2 separate regions of the Arachis hypogaea genome follow, and region 1 is linked to region 2. The links are chromatin contacts, called in public Hi-C maps. All regions are on one chromosome and are shown on one strand. The core of a region is the stretch at or near the end of the contact, and the rest is flanking DNA. Distances in the headings are between cores, read along the strand shown.

What was found. Hi-C and Micro-C count contacts between places; a contact is called where the count stands out from the background.
Region 1: a Hi-C map of leaf shows a contact between it and region 2, with 2.4 times the contacts expected there. The contact joins the promoter of LOC112715820 here to the promoter of LOC140175682 in region 2. A contact is called at or near these places in 2 of 8 Hi-C or Micro-C datasets (both in leaf).

The regions. Positions count from the first base shown.
Region 1 is chr10:84,524,059-84,530,455 of arahy.Tifrunner.gnm2.J5K5, reverse strand. It overlaps LOC112715820 (LOB domain-containing protein 15), which reads left to right and starts at 1,348. Exons shown (of 3, transcript XM_025767641.3): 1 at 1,348-1,875; 2 at 1,951-2,203; 3 at 2,291-3,219. The coding sequence starts at 1,862. The coding sequence ends at 2,701.
Region 2 is chr10:84,138,260-84,144,734 of arahy.Tifrunner.gnm2.J5K5, reverse strand. It overlaps LOC140175682, which reads right to left and starts at 3,836. Exons shown (of 1, transcript XM_072204216.1): 1 at 2,550-3,836. The coding sequence starts at 3,836. The coding sequence ends at 2,550.

The DNA of each region.
Region 1 (6,397 bases), core at 99-2,598, 390 kb before region 2:
TTAAATTCTAAATTATAAATCTTAAATCCCTGTAAAACAAGAAATTTTAAAATCAAAATAAAAAAATGAACTAAATTAATTAAGTGAAAGTTAATTTTTTCTAGTTTCTAGAACCAATATAAAAGATTAGATAGTTTCTTACTGAACACATAGCCAATAGGATCATTTTATTCCAACAAATTAGATATGGAGAGATACTACTAATTGATTTGTGCCAACCTTAATTTGTTTGGACTAAATCTCTGCATAAATCTAGTTTAGGTCCTTTACTGAGATATAAACTAAAAGATTAATCTCTCACTGCTAGGTGGATATATACATATATTATTGTTAATTCCATAACACATCATATCATATATATGGATGTGCAATTTTAATTTTGAAAGGTGAGGTTTTGGTTTCTTTGTATTATGTTAAGGTGTGCTTTAAGGGAAAATGCTATTCATTTGGGTGAAGACAAATTATATATAGTTAAGAAGTTAACTGTCTTAGTCACTTGCACTGAATTTATAAAAAAAAAATTGGAGAATTCATCTGATCAGAGTTGTTGAAATCAAACAACTGTTTTGGTTATATAGATTCTTATAAATTCGAAATGATATCTTCTTCACATGGCATGAGCTAGGGTGAGATGTCCCAAATCACCATACATACCTCTACCAATCAATATAAATTATACATCATCATCACATACAAGAGTCATTTTCTGCTTATAGCACATTATCTACTTATCTTGGAAGGTGTCCAATCTTTTTCCCTATTTCACTGATAAATAAGAAGGAATCACTTTCAACTGCCTTAATACCTGTTGAACGTTAAGTGGCCATTGTGAGAGTATAATAGACTTATTTGTTTTTGAGAAACACTACTTTAATTTTTAAGCTAGATAAGATAATTAACATCAAGAAGTAATAAATTATTTAGTTTTTTTATGGTATTTTTTGACCGGTTAAAGATTAATCTTCACAAATCTAAATTCTATTAAAAAATTTGTGACTAAAACTAATGAATTGCTGTAGGCAAGATTCAAATTTCGAACTATTGTTTTTAAACTGTAATTCAATGTACATATTATCTTCAATCCAATTTAAAATTTGCCAAGACAGAATCATATAATGCTTGCATTGCCACGGCCAACATTTTCAGTGATGTTGATCACTGAATACTCTAAACGCTGATCCCAGTGAGTGAACTTAATTAATTGCCTTGGTCATAATCTTATATTAGTTAACTGTTCTTCAAAAGAAGCTAGACTCAAATTAAAAAATAGCATTTTAATAAATTGTGAAAGTACAACTGGTTTTACACCTGTTTACATATGGTATTGATTAATTACATTCTGAATTTGTTGATATATAATATTTATACATATATGTAAGAGAGCTTAGCTAGCTAGGTAGAAAGAGAGTCAAATATGGGGAAGACCTGGCCAGAATAAGAAGCAAGGATCCACATGCATGGCGGCAATAGAGTCAGAAAGTTGATTAAGAAAGTCAAAGCCACATTTAACGCACACGTGAGCATTTCACTCATAGAGCTGGCACACTTACACCATCACTAATTTATATATCTTCTCTTACAAGTGCTTGCTTCACTTTCATCTCAACTTGCCTTGCTAGCTAGCTACTCATTTATATAATTATTCCTTAAATCTTCAATTTAACTAACAAACACAAATACCTTCTTCTCTCACGCTTTCATATAATAATTACATAAAACATAGGTGGATGTGTAAACCTTGATTGCCTTTTAAGCACACTGTACTACTCATATTTTTCTTCTCTTCCCTTTCCTTCCGAGTTCCGACTCTCTCTCGGTATTCTCTTCCTCTATCTATCACATACTCAGAGAGCATGCCTGAATGTCCAGAGAAAGGTAATAATACAAATCTTGTCGACTATCTAATTAATTAAGTTGAATTAGCCCTATTTTAATTTGATTTGGTGGTAGGGAGAGATTTGAGGAGATAGGGAAGAAGATAAAGAGGGAAGGAGATAATGTTTCAAGTCAAATGGGAAGAAGACACATGTTAGGGCCACCAGGAACCCTAAACACAATTACACCATGTGCAGCATGCAAGCTACTGCGACGAAGATGCGCACAAGAATGCCCCTTCTCTCCATATTTCTCACCTCATGAGCCCCAAAAGTTCGCTTCTGTCCACAAAGTCTTTGGTGCCAGCAACGTCTCCAAGATGCTCATGGTATTTCTTCAAAAAATATAATTATTTTTTATAGGCTTCCAACTGGAAAGACAATTTAATTACTCTTTATTTATTAATATTTATTAGGAGGTACCGGAGTGCCAAAGAGCTGATGCAGCGAATAGTCTAGTTTATGAGGCTAATGTGAGGCTAAGAGATCCAGTTTATGGATGCATGGGTGCAATTTCAACATTGCAGCATCAAGTTCAATCTTTACAAGCTGAACTCAATGCAGTGAGGTCAGAAATACTTAAATACAAACTCAGAGAAGCTAATAACAATATCATTATTCCCTCCTCCCACCATCATCTTCCTATGCTCCCTTCATCCGGGGCTGCTGTTTCCGTCGCTGCTCCTCCTCCTCCGCCACCACCACTTCCTCCTAATTCTCTCCCTCCCATTTCTTCCTCTTCTTCCTCCATGTACATCCAACAACAACAGAGGCCTCCCACCAACTATAGCAGAATTCCAAGTGACAATATTTCTTATTTTGGTTAAATTTGGAGACTTCATAATAATAATAATAATAATAAATTATTCCATTTATTTCTCTCTTTGATATGGGATCAAGGGTGGAATAAATTGTTACGGTAATTAGTAAACAAAATGGGAATGAAGTATTAATTTATACTACCTTGATGATGATGTTGTTAATTGCTATAAGCTGTGGCTGTATGCTTTAATTAATTAATCTTGTTATTATTGTCTTAGTCCAAATGATCAATGCCAAATTTTTACTTAGATATTGGTGACTATATATATATATATATATATATATGAAGGTTAGTTTTCTTCATTCCATTACTCAATCCTTTCATCTAAAGTTGCTATAATACCATATTGGAATCATTGCACCTTAGCTTGGTCTGTGATTATTAATATCTACATTTCTTCCATAGCAATAATTGATGTAGACACCATGCCTAATTGGTTTAGTATACACATAGCAAGTTCCTCTTAGCTTGTTCATTTTATGAAGCAAAAGGAATTGAAGAGGAAAAGACTTTTGAATTGTATTTAATAGTGGATGCTATTTTTCAATTTGGTGGTTTAATTTGTGAAATATTATTGTTGCAATAGTGGGAGGAGGAGGAGGGTGAATAATGATATTGTTGTTTGGTTAAATTAATTTGGCACGTGACAGCTGTGGTTCTTTGAAACGTGTTAATCTGTGCCACTGAAGCTTCTGAGTTTGCTGTCTCAAATTGCGGGAGACAAAAGGTATGCTTTGTGAATCTTCGCCATGTTAATTCACTCAGAAATTAAATGTAATGTCTACTGTGTAACAAAACACAAATACAGTGAAACAATTAATTAGTGTTCATTAGAGGAGAAGCATGTATAATCTTCTGTGGTTGAGATCAGATTTTCATTTGCTTTTCTTGCGGTTTTGCTTTTCATATGAGTTTCTTCATCAGTAGTAATGAGTCCCTTATTCCTCATATATGAATATGAGTTCGTTTCTTTGAATGTTTTTTAACTTACTATATACTATATTTGTAGTTTCTTCTAAAGTTTTCTCTTAATTGCAATAATTAGAACTAGACCCACATGAAATTAATGTGTGTGTGTGTAGAACGTACCCATCTTTGGAGTTATGGGAAAGCCTTTATCAAGTGTTTTTTTCTTAGATAAATAAAAATAAACGGCATCTTTAGATCAAGGAATATAATTGATGAATTAAACACTTCTCAGTTACATATTGGTTTTTATAATTTTATTTTCCCTCTTCTATTCTATGCTGCATGCCACATTATTAATTCTCTAGAAACTCTACAATAGCATCTTTTGATGCCTACATATTTATATATAAAATATAAATTTGATTTGATTTGATTCCATCAGAGTACATCATCAATCAAAGATAAAGAATATATATATTCCTAAACAATTATGTTAGTTCTGATGAGTAGTTATCACTATAAAATATATATTAAAAATAAATTAAAATTATATATATTTATATATAAATACATAACTAATTGATTTTGTTTGTACATATAACATTTTCTATTCTTAAAACATATATCTAATGTGCTATTGAAAACCGAAATTTTTACATATAATTTTCTAAGGATTAGGATATAGCTCAGATTAATGTGTGTAACATATTTGTTGGATGGTCATACTCCAATGAAAGCTATTTGGTTTCCTTGGCGTGAGGATTTCAGCTTAGTCTCTATGACTAACAAGGAGGTGCTAAGGGGGAAGTGTCAATCGTATAAGCAATAAATATGAAGATAAAGACTTGCACTTTCTTCTATTTTTGTTTTAGAATTCTCCAATTCAATTTCTTTCTCTTTAGGGTGCACACATATCCAAACTAAGCTTAATGTTATTGTTTATAAATCTTCTAGTTGAAAACTTAGAACCCTAATATATCTATATAGATGTGACATGAATTATTGGTCCCATGTCATGATTGCTTCAAGTCTTGGCATCTAATTCCTGGTGTTGACACCACCCAACCATCATTCCTTGTATTTGAACAAATTTGTGAACCTAATTTTACTTTTGTGACACCTATATATATCATTTTAAAATAATTATTCATTGATTTTTTATACATTAAAAAATTAATATACTTAAATTTATTTTACATCTAACTATCTATAAAATAAGAAAAACAAATATTTATTTAAAAAAATAAGCGTAGAAAATTAACGGTTAATTAATAAATTTTTTTATTCAGAATTTAGAATTTAAAATTTAAAATAAATAATATAATTTAAAAAAAATAGTTTATATTGATTGAAATAAAATTCACTTCCTAGTTGAATCCTTCTAAAAATACAAAGAGAACTACACTTTTGGCATAGTGTTTCATTTAGAAAAAAATATTAATTAAAACACTAGTCTATATTAAAAGTTAATATATAGTGATAGGTGCACTGTTTTTTTTTCCCTTTTAGTGAGTAGTTATCTATCAATGATAAAAAAAATTACATAAACTTTTGAATAGTTTTAATTTTAATTGAGGTATTGATATTATATCAACTTTTATACAATATTAATTTTAATTGATGTATTATAATTTTGTGTAACATAAAAAATTTAATTAAAAATAAAAATATGAATTATAACCTTTTATATTTATATTTTTTAATAAAAATGGATGTTGGAAAAAAAAAGAAAAACAAAAACACACCTACTTTTTAGTACATGCTATGTTACATTGTTACCTACTTCTTTAGTACATGCTATGTTATTATTTAATAAATATTTTTTTTATAAATGAAATATTACGTTTAAGGTATAATGTTTTAGTGTTTTTTGCAATTTTGATATATGAAACAGTACGATTTTTGTTAAGAACGCGATATTTCTGTCTGTCGTTTAGCAAAGCATTCAAGTGTTTTATTCAACACAAACTCTAAATCATCACACTTTTGTAACTTATTTTAAAGTATTATACATTATTAAAACACATTCTTATTTTTATTAGGATAAAATATTATTTTGGTATTCAATATTTTGATCGAATTTTAATTTAATTTTTAATATTTTAAATTTTTATTTTAATTTTAAAATTTTTTAAAATGTCCTATTTCAATTTTAAAAAAGTTTTAAGCGGATTAATATTATTTTATTATTAAATTTAACACAAATAATTCATATATTGAAGAGCCAATAATATTCGATTTTAGTATGTAAGTTAAATCGATCCACGAATGATTATTAATATAATTTTTTTTTATTTTGAAACGCTGATGATTCATTATTAGAATTTAGAGTTTTGTACAAAAAAAAATTGAGGAGAAGAAGTATTACAAGAAGATTTTGGTTATATTTTTTTAACACATAAAAAAATATAACTTAACTAGTAACGTTATTAATGTCTACCCCATTAATTTTATTAAAAATTAGTATCAAATTTAATAGTAAAATCACATTGAATTAATTTAAAATTTTTTGAGACAGAAATAAAATAGTTAAAATATTAAAAACAAAATTATTAAAATTTGACCTAAATATTGAAGATCAAAATATAATTTTATCCTTTTTATTATAGTGGAAATTTTTTTTGAAATAATGCATAGAATAATATTATCAAAAACGAGAGTGACGATATATTTATGTAATTTAATAAATATATAAATTGGATTGAATGTTGAATTTACAAGTTGAGTTTGATCCTGGTTAAGTATGGGTTCCCTGTATCATTTATTTCTGAGTGCTCTCGAACTCATAACC
Region 2 (6,475 bases), core at 2,587-5,086:
TTTTACCCATATTCAAATTGTTCACTATGATTAACGCTTTTCTTATTGCTTGGGCCTCAGCCACAGTGCTTGATTTAGCTTGAATCTTCCCTGAAAATCCTAATACCATCTTTCCTTTGCTATTTCTGATCACCACAGCTATTGCACCTGTCTCATTCTCCTTTCGAAAGGCAGCATCTACATTTGCTTTCAGCCAATTTTCAGGAGGAGGTCTCCATGTCACCGGGTAAGTTCTGCTCCTATTGGCTTCTCTTTTTTGTGTCTGTTGTTTTTCTGCTAGTTTTCCATAAACTGTCTCTAATGTTCTTGCTCTACTGATTGTCCAACTTGGATTCACTTCCTGTTGTTAAAATAGTCTGTTATTTCTGGTTTTCCATATCTCCCACAAGAGAAATCCCAGCTTACTTATCCTCTTCTCCTGGTCTTCTCCGCCTCCTTATCTTATCTTTCTTATACACTTTACCATCCAACTTCCAATCGAGTTCACTGTCTCCGGTGTTGGGGTCCATTGGCATTCCGCCCCGAACCATGTTGCTCTCGCCCAATCACATAGTAGTAAGACATGTTCGACCGTCTCCATCCCTTTTAAGCATATTTGACACAATAGATCTGGTGCCACCCTCCTTTTATGCAAATTTGAGCCCACTGGTAATATGTCCTTGCAAGCTTTCCATAAAAATATTTTGATTTTCTGCGAAACCTCCATTCTCCAAATCTCCTTCCAAATCTCCCTTTTGTCTTCACTTGTTGATGGATTTCCATTTTTCAGATCCTACTCTATTTTTTTAGCGACATAATATCCAGTTCTTATGGAGTAACTCCCATCCTCCTTCCATGGCCAGTATAAGTAGTCATCTCTATTCACTACACTAATTGGAGTGCTAAGAATCTCTTTGCAGACTTCCTGGGAAATTTTGTTTACAATTATTTCTCTGTTCCACCCTTCCCCCTCTTTAATGAGATCTTTTACCTTCGAATCATCTGGACTGTTTGCATCCAGGGGCTTGCTTCTCCCAGTGATCCAATTGTCCTTCCAGATACTGACTTTGGACCCATCCCTTATGCTCCACTTAGCTCTTTCCCTTAGTAGTTCTCTTCCATGCAGTATGCTTTTCCAAACCCAAGATGCGCCTTTTTTACATTTTGCTGTCCAAAAGTTTTCATCCGGAAAATACATCGATTTGAGTACCTGGACCCAGATTGCATCTGGATTCTTCATTGCTCTCCACGCTTGTTTTGCAAGGTAAGCAGTATTATGTTTTTCAAGATCCTTGAATCCCAATCCCCCGTTGTTCTTGCTCTCCGTAATGCAGTCCCACTTTCTCCAATGAATGCCCCATTCTTTTCCGGAGGTAGCCCACCAGAATCGCGCCACCTTTGAGCAAATTCTCCTACAGAAACTCTTGGGAAGCTTTATGATATTCATGGCATATGATGGCATTGCTTGTATAACTGTTTTTATTAATGTTTCTTTGCCTGCCTGATTCAACAACTTTTCTTTCCATCCGTCCATTTTACTCGTGATTTTCTCTTCAATCCATGTTAGAGCCCTGTTCTGAGGCCTTCCCCATATGGCTGGTAACCCTAAGTATTTTCCTGGCATGTCCCATGCTGTCATTCCTAAAATTTCTTCAATCTCTACCCTTGTCTTCCAAAGGTGATACCTGACTTGTTTAAGTTTATCCTTTATCCGGATGCCTCTGTGTACTCATTAAGAACGGTGACGATATGAAAAATATCATCCTCCCTTGCTTTGGCGAATATAATGCAATCATCTGCGAACAACAAGTGAGTGAGAACCGGAGCTTTTGGAGCTATCTGTAGACCGGTTATCTGGCCTTTCTCCTGAGCCTCCTGTATTAGAATCGTGAATACCTCAGCTGCTAGAATGAAAAGGTAGGGAGATAGGGGGTCCTCTTATCGAAGCCCTCTTTGTGGTTTGATCCTCTTAGACAGCTCTCTATTGACCTTTACCCTATAGTTTGCACTTCTGACACACTTCATTACCAATTCAACCCATCTTTCGGTAAATCCTAATTTCAAAAGCACCTTCTCGAGAAAATCCCACTCTAGTCTATCATATGCCTTGTTCATATCCAACTTGATCGCTATATTCTGAGATCCCTCTCTTCCTTTCTTATTTAGGCTGTGATACACTTCTTGGACGATCATTACATTATCTTGTATAAGTCTTCCCCCCACAAAAGCGCTTTGAGTTGGTGACACTATATCCTCCAATAGCCCTTTCAATCTCGACACTATAACCCTTGTTATAATCTTGTAGATAAAGTTACAACAACTGATTGGTCTTAACTGATTAAGTTCTTCCGGATTCTTGACTTTTGGAATTAGAACAACTGTGGTTTCACTAATTTCTTCTGGCAGACTCCCATGTCGAAAGAATTCTTTAACAACTGCACATACCTCCTTCTTAATTATCTCCCAGTGTTTTTGGTAGAATAACCCATTCAGACCGTCTGGTCCTGGAGCTTTGAGGTCGCCCATGCTGAAAACTGCTTTTCTAATCTCCTCTTCAGTGACTTCTGAGATCAGCCCCTGTTCATATCTTCTGTGACTTTCGCTTGAATTTTATTTAGAGTTGCTGCCACGTTTCTATTGCTATTAGAAGTGAATAACGCTTCAAAATGTTCCTCTATGTGTTTCATGATTTCTTTCCTATCTTTCATCCATGATCCATCTTCATTCTTCAATTTATCAATTCTGTTCCTCTCTCTTCTTTGAATGGTTGTGGCATGAAAGAAAGTTGTATTCTTGTCTCCCCATTTCAACCATTTCAACCTGACTTTTTGTCCCCAATATTTCTCTTCCTGCTTCCATAGAACTGTTATATTCTCCTTTATTGATTGTATCATCTCTTGCTTTTCTTGTGTTAAGTTTGAATCTTGTAGCTTCTTCAATTCATCCTTCAATTTGTGGATTTCTTTAACTGCATGTTTAAAAGTCTTCTTGCTCCACTTCTTACGTTCCTCTTTGCAATTTTCCATTTTTCTTGTTATTCCTTTCCAATCGCATCCATGAATATTCCCTTTATCCCACCCCTTCCTTACTACATTCTCACACTCATCATGATCGACCCAAAACGCCTCGAATTTAAAGCTCTTCTCCCTTCTTTGAACTTGATTGATGTTTAAAACTATTGGACAATGGTCAGAACTTATTGCTGGTAGAGCTGTGAGTGACGCATGCTGGTACAAAGCTCTCCATTCCCAATTGGCTAACGCCCTGTCTATTTTCTCCCTAGTGATGAATCCATTCCTCGGATTACTAAACCACGTAAATCTTCCACCTTTTAGGTCTAAATCCATAAGACAATTCATATCCACAAACTGTCTAAACTCTTTTACCTGGCTTTGTGACTTTAGATGTAGACCAATTTTCTCCTCTTGACTCAAGATGTCATTAAAGTCTCCTATGAATAACTGCGGCTCTCCCTCATTACAATTGTTTTCTGTAACTGCTCTCCATTGCTCCTTTCTTCTTCCAAAGCATGGGTTTTCATAGATAAAATTGCATGTCCATATCTTCCCTTTCCTATCGTCAATCCGAGCTTTTATATGATTATCACACCAAAAATAAATATCAATATTATATATTTCATTCCACAAAAGGCATAGCCCTCCGGATAGTCCCTGGGGTTCTATGTGAAATACATTCTCAAAATGCAACCTTCTTTTCAACTTCTTAATAGTTCCTTCTCTAGCTCTAGTTTCTATTAGGAATACTATTGCAGGCTTTATTTGTTTGCACATGCTGTGCAGTTCAGAAACTGTCGCGGAGGCCGCAAGCCCGCGGCAGTTCCAACTTATCACACTCATGGTTGAGTTGGGGGCATGTGTAGGCCCGCCTCCTCAGCCATTGAATTTCCCAAGTTGTCTCCTCTGATCAGTAATTCATCCTCATAGGCCATCCATTCCATGAGGCCTCCGACCACCTTGTTCTTCTTGCTAGCTCTCCACACCTGCACAGCTTCCTCTTCTTCTTCCAGGAAATTTCCTCTCTGTCCCTGCTGGTCATCTCCTCTTCTTCTTTTGAGTTTCAACTTTTCCTCCATTCTTTGAGCAAGTTCTATTTCATATTCCTTGGCCACTACAATTGCTTTGTTATTTTCCTACTCTAGTTCTTCTTCTTCTTCTTCTGCTAGTTCAACATAGTAGAACTCTCCATCGCTTTCTGTGACTAACTGCTTGTTATTCTGTTCTGGCTTTTCCCCTTGTTCTGATCTTGGCTTACTATCTCATCAACTTCCATGTTTTTCCTATTTTGGGCCTCCTCTTCCAACTCCTCTTCTATATTTCTCTTCCTTCCTTCTTCAGCCATCTTCTTGTTGAATTCCTTCAATAGTTGTCCAATAGTGGGGTTTTTTTCTTTTTCAGTTGGCCCACTAATAATTTGCTGGCTATCTCTATTGGGCCTTTGGTTGGTGAAAGCCCATGCCATCTTTTTTGTGCTGTCCATTCTTCTCCTACTTGGCCCACCTCTCTCTATATACCTCCTAGAAATCTTGTTACTATCCTTCCCATTCTCCCCATCCTTTCCTAATTCCCTAACATCCTTCACGTTTCCCATTGCTACTGATTCACTAGTTTGTTGCTTTTCTAGAATGCCCTTTTTCTTTTCCCCTTTTTCCTGGTTTGTTGTCCCATCAGCTAGGTTCAATATATTATTATCATCATCACCATTCATTTCTTCATCATCAGCCCCTTCATCCTGATCTTGAGCTTCCTGTGTTGCCACTTGTCTCCCTCCCATTTGCTCCTTTGGATTTGCCAATCTGCCCCAAGATTTTGCAAAGGCACTGGCTTGAGAACTTCTTATACTCCCTTGATTTGACCCTTCTTTCTCCCTTTGTGATTGTCTTTTCAGCCACTCTCTCCCTTGCAAGCTTCTCTCACGCGCCTCCCATAACTCCTCCACCCAGTTGTTGTGTTCTTCCTTTCTCCTCCTATTTCCTGCCTTTCTTGCCTCATTCTCTATTGATCTCAGTCCCAGAGTTGTAAGTTCTGGTCCATATCTAGGACTTGTTGGGTTTACTAATGACATAGCCAACTCTTCAATACATGCTTTTTTGTCATGCCCAATTTTTCTACATTTGTAACAGTAATCATACAATTTTTTATATTTGAACTCAGCCCATGAATGACTTCCATCATCTCTTTTGAGCCAAAATCCTGTTTTCAGAGGTGTTTAAACATTTATCTCTACCCTAACCCTAAAAAAGGATCTAAGCATGTTCCCTTCAGCAAATGGATTCTCAGCACTTATTACTCTCCCTACTATTGCTCCTATTTTTTCAGCATTCTTTATATTAATTTTATCATAAGGTAGCCCATGTATTTGAATCCAAATAGGAAGCTGATTGTTATTTACCTCTTCAATGGACAGGTTTGGACTCCACCACTACAAGCTCAACATATGTCCTTCTATTCTCCATGGTCCCCCATCATACGCTCTTCTTGCTTCCTCCTGATTTTTGAAGTTTAAGATGAAAGAGTTCGGTCCTGCATTGATGATCACTAGTCCCTGTGGATCTCTCCACATGTTGAGAATCGTCTTACGCACTGTGACTGTATTTAGCACATTCCCTGTTAATACTCTGCCGACTAGTTTCTGGTCTGGATTACCTCCTTGTTGAGCTGGGAACTCGTCTAAGTCTAGAATGTCTCCGTCCATGCCTGCACTTCCGATACCTTCCATGCCTTGTCTTGTTTATTTGTGATCCTTGTGTTGGTGCTTCTTTGTTATCTTCTTTATGATTTTCTTGTTTTTTATAACTGCACTAGATTTGTGAAGTTGGTTAAATAATGGCTCTACTTGTCGAAGCAAAACAGCTCCACTGTTGGAGAGCTTAAGGCTCCACTGTTGGAGAATTCCCATATTTTGGGAATCGTGGTTTTGAATTTCAGATCATGAAGCGGCTTGGGTTGGGATTCGAGTTTTCTACTGTGGGTCTGGGCCAATTGTGGCCTGGATAGCTGACCAAAAAAAAGAGAAGACGTCTTCATTTTTTTTTTTTGAAATAGATTCCAATGCTCATCACCATACACTTTCAAAACTTCAAATATTGCACCCCAAAACTTGATTTAGTGGCAACTATGTTTGCCTTGCTAGGAAGTATACGGATTTCAAATCTTAACTGTGTCTAGAAAATTGATATATAGAATTCATTAAAAAAGAGAATGGGTCAAAAAAAAAACTTCAAATATTCATCACCGAATAAAACCTTCAAATATTAATGTAGTTATTTTATAAAAATATTCAGTTTAATGCCTACATGTTCATGGGTTAGGCAAAATTAGATTTGTCTTTACTCATATTCGACTTTAAATATTAATCAAATTTATTTTTGAGATTCTTATCTAACTTTATATCCAACAAAATTTTATTATTTTTATATTATAATAAAATCGGATCTAAATTAAGTAAAAATTGGGTTCATATAAAACTAAATTAAAAC